Linked DNA regions of Mus musculus: region 1 is linked to region 2. A link is a contact called in public HiChIP or PLAC-seq data. All regions are on one chromosome and are shown on one strand. Each heading gives the region's core, a stretch centred on a gene start, on an enhancer-like site or on the middle of the called end of the contact. The rest is flanking DNA. Distances are from core to core; before and after follow the strand shown.

Region 1 (3,557 bases), core at 584-3,083, 350 kb before region 2:
AAGTGGTTGTGAATGTATCAGTCTTTTCATTGGTTGTAAATATTCTCCTCTGTGGCCCTCAAAGGACAGATGGACTTGATGCACACATGCATGCATGTATCTCTAGCTGACAAAACCTGTCTGAACAGGGGTTGGCATTAGTGTTTATTGTTCTGCATGGTAGCAGCTTTCCTCTTGTAATCCTGACCTTTATTCCCTCCCGCCCCCAAACACCAATTATTGTATTCAGTTTTCTATAGATAGTACCAAGCAGTGTGACTTACCTGCCTTTGATGGGTGTTGTAAAAGTGGTTACTTTAGCTGTGTGAAAGTGTGAGATGTGTCCCCCTTCCTCTTTCCTGTGTTAAAAGGATTGGTTACCTCAACTGCAGCATTGGAGAAGCCAGTAGCAGATTCAGTTGATGATAATGGGAGGCACTATATGTAAAATGAATCTATGCAGTAATTCTCTTCCTGGTCCACAAAATGTGAAAATGTCTCAGTGAAACCCATTATGCACCATGCTAACGCTAATGCAATTTTTAGAAAAGAAAATGTGTGGGGGGAACAGTAGGCATTTTTATACATCATTATTTCAGAAGGGATTCAAAAAATTCCAGATGAGGGAAACAGGATATTTTTGTTGCTGATATGAAGACTAAGAAGAAAGTGGAACTAAGGGCCTTCATCTCCTAATCTTTTTCTAAAGGAAAACAGTTTCCATGTGTTATGCCAGGACTAAACTGGAAAGCTGAACTGAAAAGTACTAACTTCTGACTGGAGAAATTCATGGTACCAAGAAACAGGAATTTACACTTCAATCTCTTTTGTTTGTTTGTTTGTTTTTTTTGAGACAGGGTTTCTCTGTATAGCCCTGGCTGTCCTGGAACTCACTTTGTAGACTAGGCTAGCCTCGAACTCAGAAATCCACCTGCCTCTGCCTCCTAAGTGCTGGGATTAAAGGCGTGCGCCACCACCGCCCAGCTTTACACTTAAATCTTAAGAGACTCTCTACATACATAGATGTCATTACGCTCAGACAGTTCATACAGTGTTTTGGGGCTGTATGGCTTTGTGATAGAATCCTCCTGTTTTCATATTTACTCAAGGGTATTTTGAACTTAAATATGAATGAGTTTTTAATATATATTTGATTTTTTTAGAAGCATTAGCATCCATAGGGATCTAAGTTAATATGAATTAAATATTTGGTTTTAATATATTACTGCAATTTTTCCAGCTGAGAAATTTGAAATTTTAAGTGTGCTGATTAATCAAGGAATATTTTGAAATTTGGAAATATATTTATCATAACAAAATCATTTTAATTTTCTTTTTAGAAAAACCAGTTATCACTGTCATTGAAATTGAGAAAAAAATAAAGAGAAAATAATATTTTATAATATATATTTTCCTATTTCTCAGGAGTTCTTCTTTGCTTAATGTTCTATGGATTTGACTCATGGTAAATTGTTTTAATTATAATCTGAAAATAATATGAAAGTAATGATGATAGTAAGAGGCATCTGGATACTGAAATAGTTTCTTCAAGACATTTTAAAGCCAGATTGTCAGTCAGTTGCTGCTCTTGGACAAGTACTAGTAACTGAAGTATATGAACAAGTCCTAGTGACTGAAGTATGTGGCATTTTGGCTTTGTTTGTTTTGGTGAGAAAAAGAAATTAAAAGATGTTTAAACATCTAACCAAAATGCATGCAGTTCATGATAAGAGCAAGAGAGAGAGAGAGAGAGGAGAGGAGAGAAGAGAGAGAGAGTGAGCACTTGTGAAGAGGGTGTTTCTGTGCTCGCTGCCATTTTCATCTGAATGGGACTCAGTGTTGTAATTAGCAGTCTCTTCAGAGTGTCAGAGCAGAATTACCATTGTGATGCTTAGCTGTGGGATAAAAGCATTGGATTGGGTCTGCCTGTCTGCCAAACTAAATGAGTTGCAATGGGAATTTTCAAATGTTTGAGGCGGTTACTTATAGTAATTTGATGGGTTTGAATAAACTCATAAATTACAGATTTAGAAAAAAGAAGCCAGTCCTTCTATAGATGAGATTTTTGTAGAGGCTTATGGCTTTATAAGTTCTTGATGAGAGTGAATTGATCCCTGCTCACATGAGGCCAGTTTATTAGGGCTTGTGACCCCCCCACCCCCCCCCCCCACCCCATTAACCCCACAAATGCATGACAAGCACATGTAAGGAAAGAGTTTGGCATCTCTGGGGAAGAGTGTGACAGTTCTGGTCATGATTTTGTTCTGTATTCAGCACTGCAGAGCGTTGTTGGAAGAATAATTTGTTTTTATAAACAATAAGGTAATATTTTAAGTTCATACTATATGTAAATAGTAAATAATGTATTTTTACACCTAGGAGACACAAAGGGTAGAATAAAATTTAAAAAAAAAAACAAACATTTTGGATTCAAATGTGGTTTTCAGGCTTCAATAAGTGGTATTATTCAGGTTTCATGTACATGTTCTCAGAATACACTTCAACTCTCTCCTGAGTCTCCAAAGAATTATATGTTAGCGTAATTTTGAATAAGTGTCCAAAGTGGGGACCATCATAGTGTGTACAATACCATTTGTCCTCAGGACACTGACCATAATAATCAGTTTCTGTGTGGTCTTTTTATCTGTTTTTTAGATTAAACACTCAAAGCTGAAGTATTTAAATTTTCAAGGCTGTATAATTGATTCATAAAATAGATAAAGTATTATGGGAGCCTACTGTAAGTAACTAGGTTGCTGTTTCATTACGAAAATAGTGAAATAGTATAGTAATAATAATCTGGATACCTGAAAATATTGTTGCATCTTTCAAAATACATTATTAGGGGGACACAGTTATATTAGAAAAAGAATAATTATTTAGTTGATAAGTGACAAAGTAAAATATTTTTAAAGTAAAATGTTTTTGTTAATCTTTATTGCATGGTGTTTAGTTGCATGTTGGCATGTCTGAGTAGCATCTTGTATTCCTAATATTTTAGTTGACCCATGGGTGAAACTTGAATCAATGGTGGGTACATTTTTAAAGGTGTACTTGAGTGTAAAGTAAAGGTCCATAGAGGAGTCCTCCCCCACCAGATCTCAGAGTTTCAGTAGAGGTCCTTAGAATCCAATTGGCATAAGACTGTGCTGTGTATGAGGCCCTCTGCTGTGTGCTGCTTAAGCACATGTGACAGGACAGAAAAGGACTTACAGAAATTGACATAGACTGGTTGCTCCCCTCCCCTCCCCTCCCCTCCCCTCCCCTCCTTTCAACTTTTAAAATTATATTTAATTCATTTCTGATTCAGTTATCTTTTATACCACTTCACTTTTAGATGTGTGTTCTACTTAGGGCAAGAACAACTAGAATCAGGGTTACACATAGTTTTTTCTTTTCTTTTGTTTTTTGGTGTTGTTGTTTTGTTTTTTTCGAGACAGGGATTCTCTGTGTAGCCTGGCTATCCTGGAACTCACTCTTTAGACCAGGCTTGCCTCGAACTCATAAATTTGTCTGCCTCTGCCTCCCAAGTGCTGGGATCAAAGGTGTGTGCCACCACGCCCGGCACACATTGTTTT
Region 2 (3,427 bases), core at 846-3,345:
ACCTAACAGGTTGGTGGCCAGTTTCATCCATTTTCCTGAAAATGAGGCAATTTAATACTTTATGTCTGGTCCGAAAACACAAGGATAGAGATGCAAAGGAGGCACAAGCCATGGATGAATTTAGTGCTGTGTGGCCATAGGAAGGGTCAAAGAAACAAAACAGAGGACATGGAAGCACGATGCCACCCACCACACCTCTGGGAAAGTAGCCCTTGTAGATAAGCGAGTGGTTCCGGGGCCCACAGTGGGATCATGGCTTCTCCTTTTCAACGTTATCTGCATGTGGGGTCTATTTTGTTCTCCAATAGTTAGTTAACTATCAATAAGTACTGAGAACAAACAAATCTGCCAAATGCATTTGCAAAAAAATAATCAGTACGCGAGTGTGTACGTGTGTACGTGTGCGTGTGCGGTGCGTGCGTGCGTGCGTGCGTGCGTGCGTGTGTGTGTGTGTGTGTGTGTGTGTGTGTGTGTGAAATGAAAAACTAAACCTAAGGTTGGAATAGAAAAACTTTAAAATGAGTTAAAATATCATAAATTTTGGTTAGAAATGATCACACAGGAAAAAAAAAGGTCTGACATGAAAATTGGTTTGGGACTATGATTGAAGGAGTAAGAAGACAATGTGGTGAGTATGTGTGTGAGTGCACACAGGTGTGCATGTGTGTGTGTACATGTGTGTATGTGTGTGCATGTTTCTGTGAGTGTTTGTGGGTTCATGTGTGTATGTATGTGTGTGTATATGTATGTATATGTGTGTCTGTGTGTGTTCCTTTGTGTGCATGTGTATATGTGCATGTGTCTGTACATATGTATAGTGTGTATGTATGCATATATGTATGTACATGTGTGTGTGTATGTGTTATGTTAGCTCCTGAACAGATAGCTGAGTTTATGTGGAGTGAGAAACACCAACCAGAGGTGCCCACAGAGCGATCATGGCAGTACTATGAGCTGTGGGATAATGAGGAATTTTCAACTATTTTCCAAAAAATTATTTAATTTGTATTCACCCAAACATGCATTGCTATAGTAATAAAAAATAGATACTATTTACTAAAGCAAAATAACTTATGTGTTTAAGCAGCAAGAGTCTGTGTACTTTGTGTAGGAAGGGGGTCTCTTTCACTGCCCATTTGTGTCAGATGACTTGCAATTCAGCGAACACAGAGTTCTTTCTAACACACAGGACACCTCCCCAGTGCTTTAGACAGCATCCCTGCACAGGATTTGTCCTCAATGTTCTCTGCCCATTTCTGTGGGTCTGACTTGAGACTAGTCATGGCTTCCTAGGGTCTCGGCTTCGTATATTATTTCTCAGGGCTCAGAAGATGCTGCACAGACGCCTGTGTTCCAGGTGCTTCAGGTATGGGCTGAAGTCCGGAAGATTATGAACGCTCATATTCTCTTGCTGGGGGGAAAGCAGCTGGCAGTATACTCACATCGAGTTCTAGAAATGCCAGAGGGGTGTGGGCCTTACCTAGACCTAACTCTCTTGGCCTGTCCCATGCTGTCTTCGGTTTACTATGGGGGCTTCACCAAGCATAGTCCAGTGTGCGAGCTTTCTGAGCCTCTCACAGTCCAGAAACCCATCGGCTGGGAAGATGGGCAGTGTTTTCCTTCAGGTTCCAGACATAGAGGTTGAAAGTACATTCTCAAACGTCAGGCTTGCATGCTCGTACTGCACTGCAATGCTATCCAAGCAGTCTAGCCCGAGGGCCAATGCCGACCAGAGGGGAGGCTGGGGAGGCAAGCCAAAGGCCCTTCTTGGGTATTCTGTGTATTTTAGCTTGCTTCCTAGCAGGTGGGCAGTGGGGCTGTAGATGTGCTGAAGGATGTGGAGAGGGAACAAACCCCTTCGAGTTCCCATGGCGTTGGCTGTTGAGGACCGGGCTTGGATTCCTTTTCCTTTACAAAACAAATGTTCACCCCACAGTGTCATTGTCCTGGTTCCCAGCTCTTTCCAAAGCCTTCAAAGTCACATTTCGTGCAGTGGCCTTGCCCCCGTGAGGAATCTGGGTCTGTTCTCTTTCTCTTGAGAACATTGCAATGGTAGGATTCTGAGGCACTTGTTTTCTTGTCACGTTCATACCCATGACATCATCTGAGCACAAAGAGGCCTTGTTTGTATGCCAACACAGAGCTGCGGATGCCCACAGCGGTTAGGCTTGGTGGTAGACTTGGAATTAGAGAGCAAAGGGCACATCCACTAACTAACTGCCCAGTGGTGGGTGGGAATTAGGACCCCAGAAGAGGCTGCCACAGAGGTAAGCAGCCCAGAAGTTCTCCTGTGGAAGATGATGCAGGCTGCCAGAAAGCAAACCCAGGAACCATCCTGGCTACACTAACAAGTACAGAAATTCTGACCTAAAAGCAACAACTAATATCCCACTGCGTGACTTCAAATCACATATTTTTTTAAGCAGCAAATTTTAGAAATGTGTCAACAAAAATTCGCCATACCAACCTATTTAAAGAGGAAAATACACCACGCTAACACATTTTAAAAGGACATTTGATAAAAGTTTAGGAGTTCTTAAAAATAACACATTTAAGCAAATCAGAATTAGGAAGAAATAATTTAAATTTGTAAGAGACAATTATTACAAACCAGCAAACCCAGAAGATATTATTGTAAATGGTAAAAGGCTAAATTCATTCCCACTAAAATTATGAACAAGACAAAGGTAATTACTGTCACAATTATCTGATATTTCAGAGGATAAGAAAAGGAAATAATAATTAAAAGGCTGATAAAGAAGAGACAAAATTATTCTTTTTGGCTGTTGATTTGAGTATAAATCTGTAAGATTCAAAATAGTCCAATTTAAAAAGTTATTGCGTTTAATAAATTTGGTAAAGTAATTAGCTGTGACACACGTCCCAATCAATATCTTTCTGTAGCTAGTAGTAACTAGCTAGAAATTAAAATAAGCAAAGCAACCATTCTGTTACACAGTAAAGGCAGTTAACATAAAATATCCATAAATTCAGTTAATCACAAGACCAACTGGGTTGTCAGGAAAGATAACAGACACTTAAAGAAATGAAATAATATCTTCACAAAACAGAAAAATTATTTTTGTATAAAGTTAAAGGTTATTAAAGTGCTGCCCGCCCCAAATTCACAAGCATAATTTTGAAAGCCAATGAAAAAAAAAGCTTTCCCACTCTTGGAAGAATGATTTTTGAAGAATGACAAGGAATGAGCTGAGAGGTGCAAGCCAGACACAGCACAGATACATGCTCTAAAGCCACTGAAATCCAATCAGTATGGCTCTGGGCTACAGGCGACTAGGTCGTCAGAAGCGAATTGAAATCTGACAGGAGAGCCCAGTGTATTGTGGGAGCTTGACAAAGCAGAGCTTAAACTCAGTGAAAAGTGATATCCTATTCTAGAAAAGGCTCTAAAACCCTGACTGCTGCT

What was found. HiChIP or PLAC-seq counts read pairs in DNA pulled down with a chosen protein or histone mark.
Region 1: a contact with region 2 is called in an H3K4me3 HiChIP or PLAC-seq map of embryonic basal ganglia, with 4 times the contacts expected there. The contact joins two enhancer-like sites. A contact is called at or near these places in 2 of 115 datasets of contacts at active chromatin or transcription factors (bone marrow-derived macrophages and embryonic basal ganglia) and 1 of 9 other capture datasets (liver).

Annotation. Positions count from the first base shown.
Region 1 is chr17:10,226,602-10,230,158 of GRCm38.p6, reverse strand. All of the region lies in intron 4 of Qk (quaking), which reads left to right. Among named protein-coding and RNA genes, the nearest start is that of Gm34972, 82 kb to the right of the region's middle. Within about 2 kb of position 1,833, at least 12 of the 459 cell types and tissues checked have an H3K27ac peak or open chromatin away from gene starts, as enhancers often do. A contact at or near this core is called in embryonic basal ganglia, where this site is marked.
Region 2 is chr17:9,878,414-9,881,840 of GRCm38.p6, reverse strand. The region is part of intron 1 of Gm34799 (a long non-coding RNA gene); the gene reads left to right. Among named protein-coding and RNA genes, the nearest start is that of Gm34799, 27 kb to the left of the region's middle. Within about 2 kb of position 2,095, at least 52 of the 459 cell types and tissues checked have an H3K27ac peak or open chromatin away from gene starts, as enhancers often do. A contact at or near this core is called in embryonic basal ganglia, where this site is marked.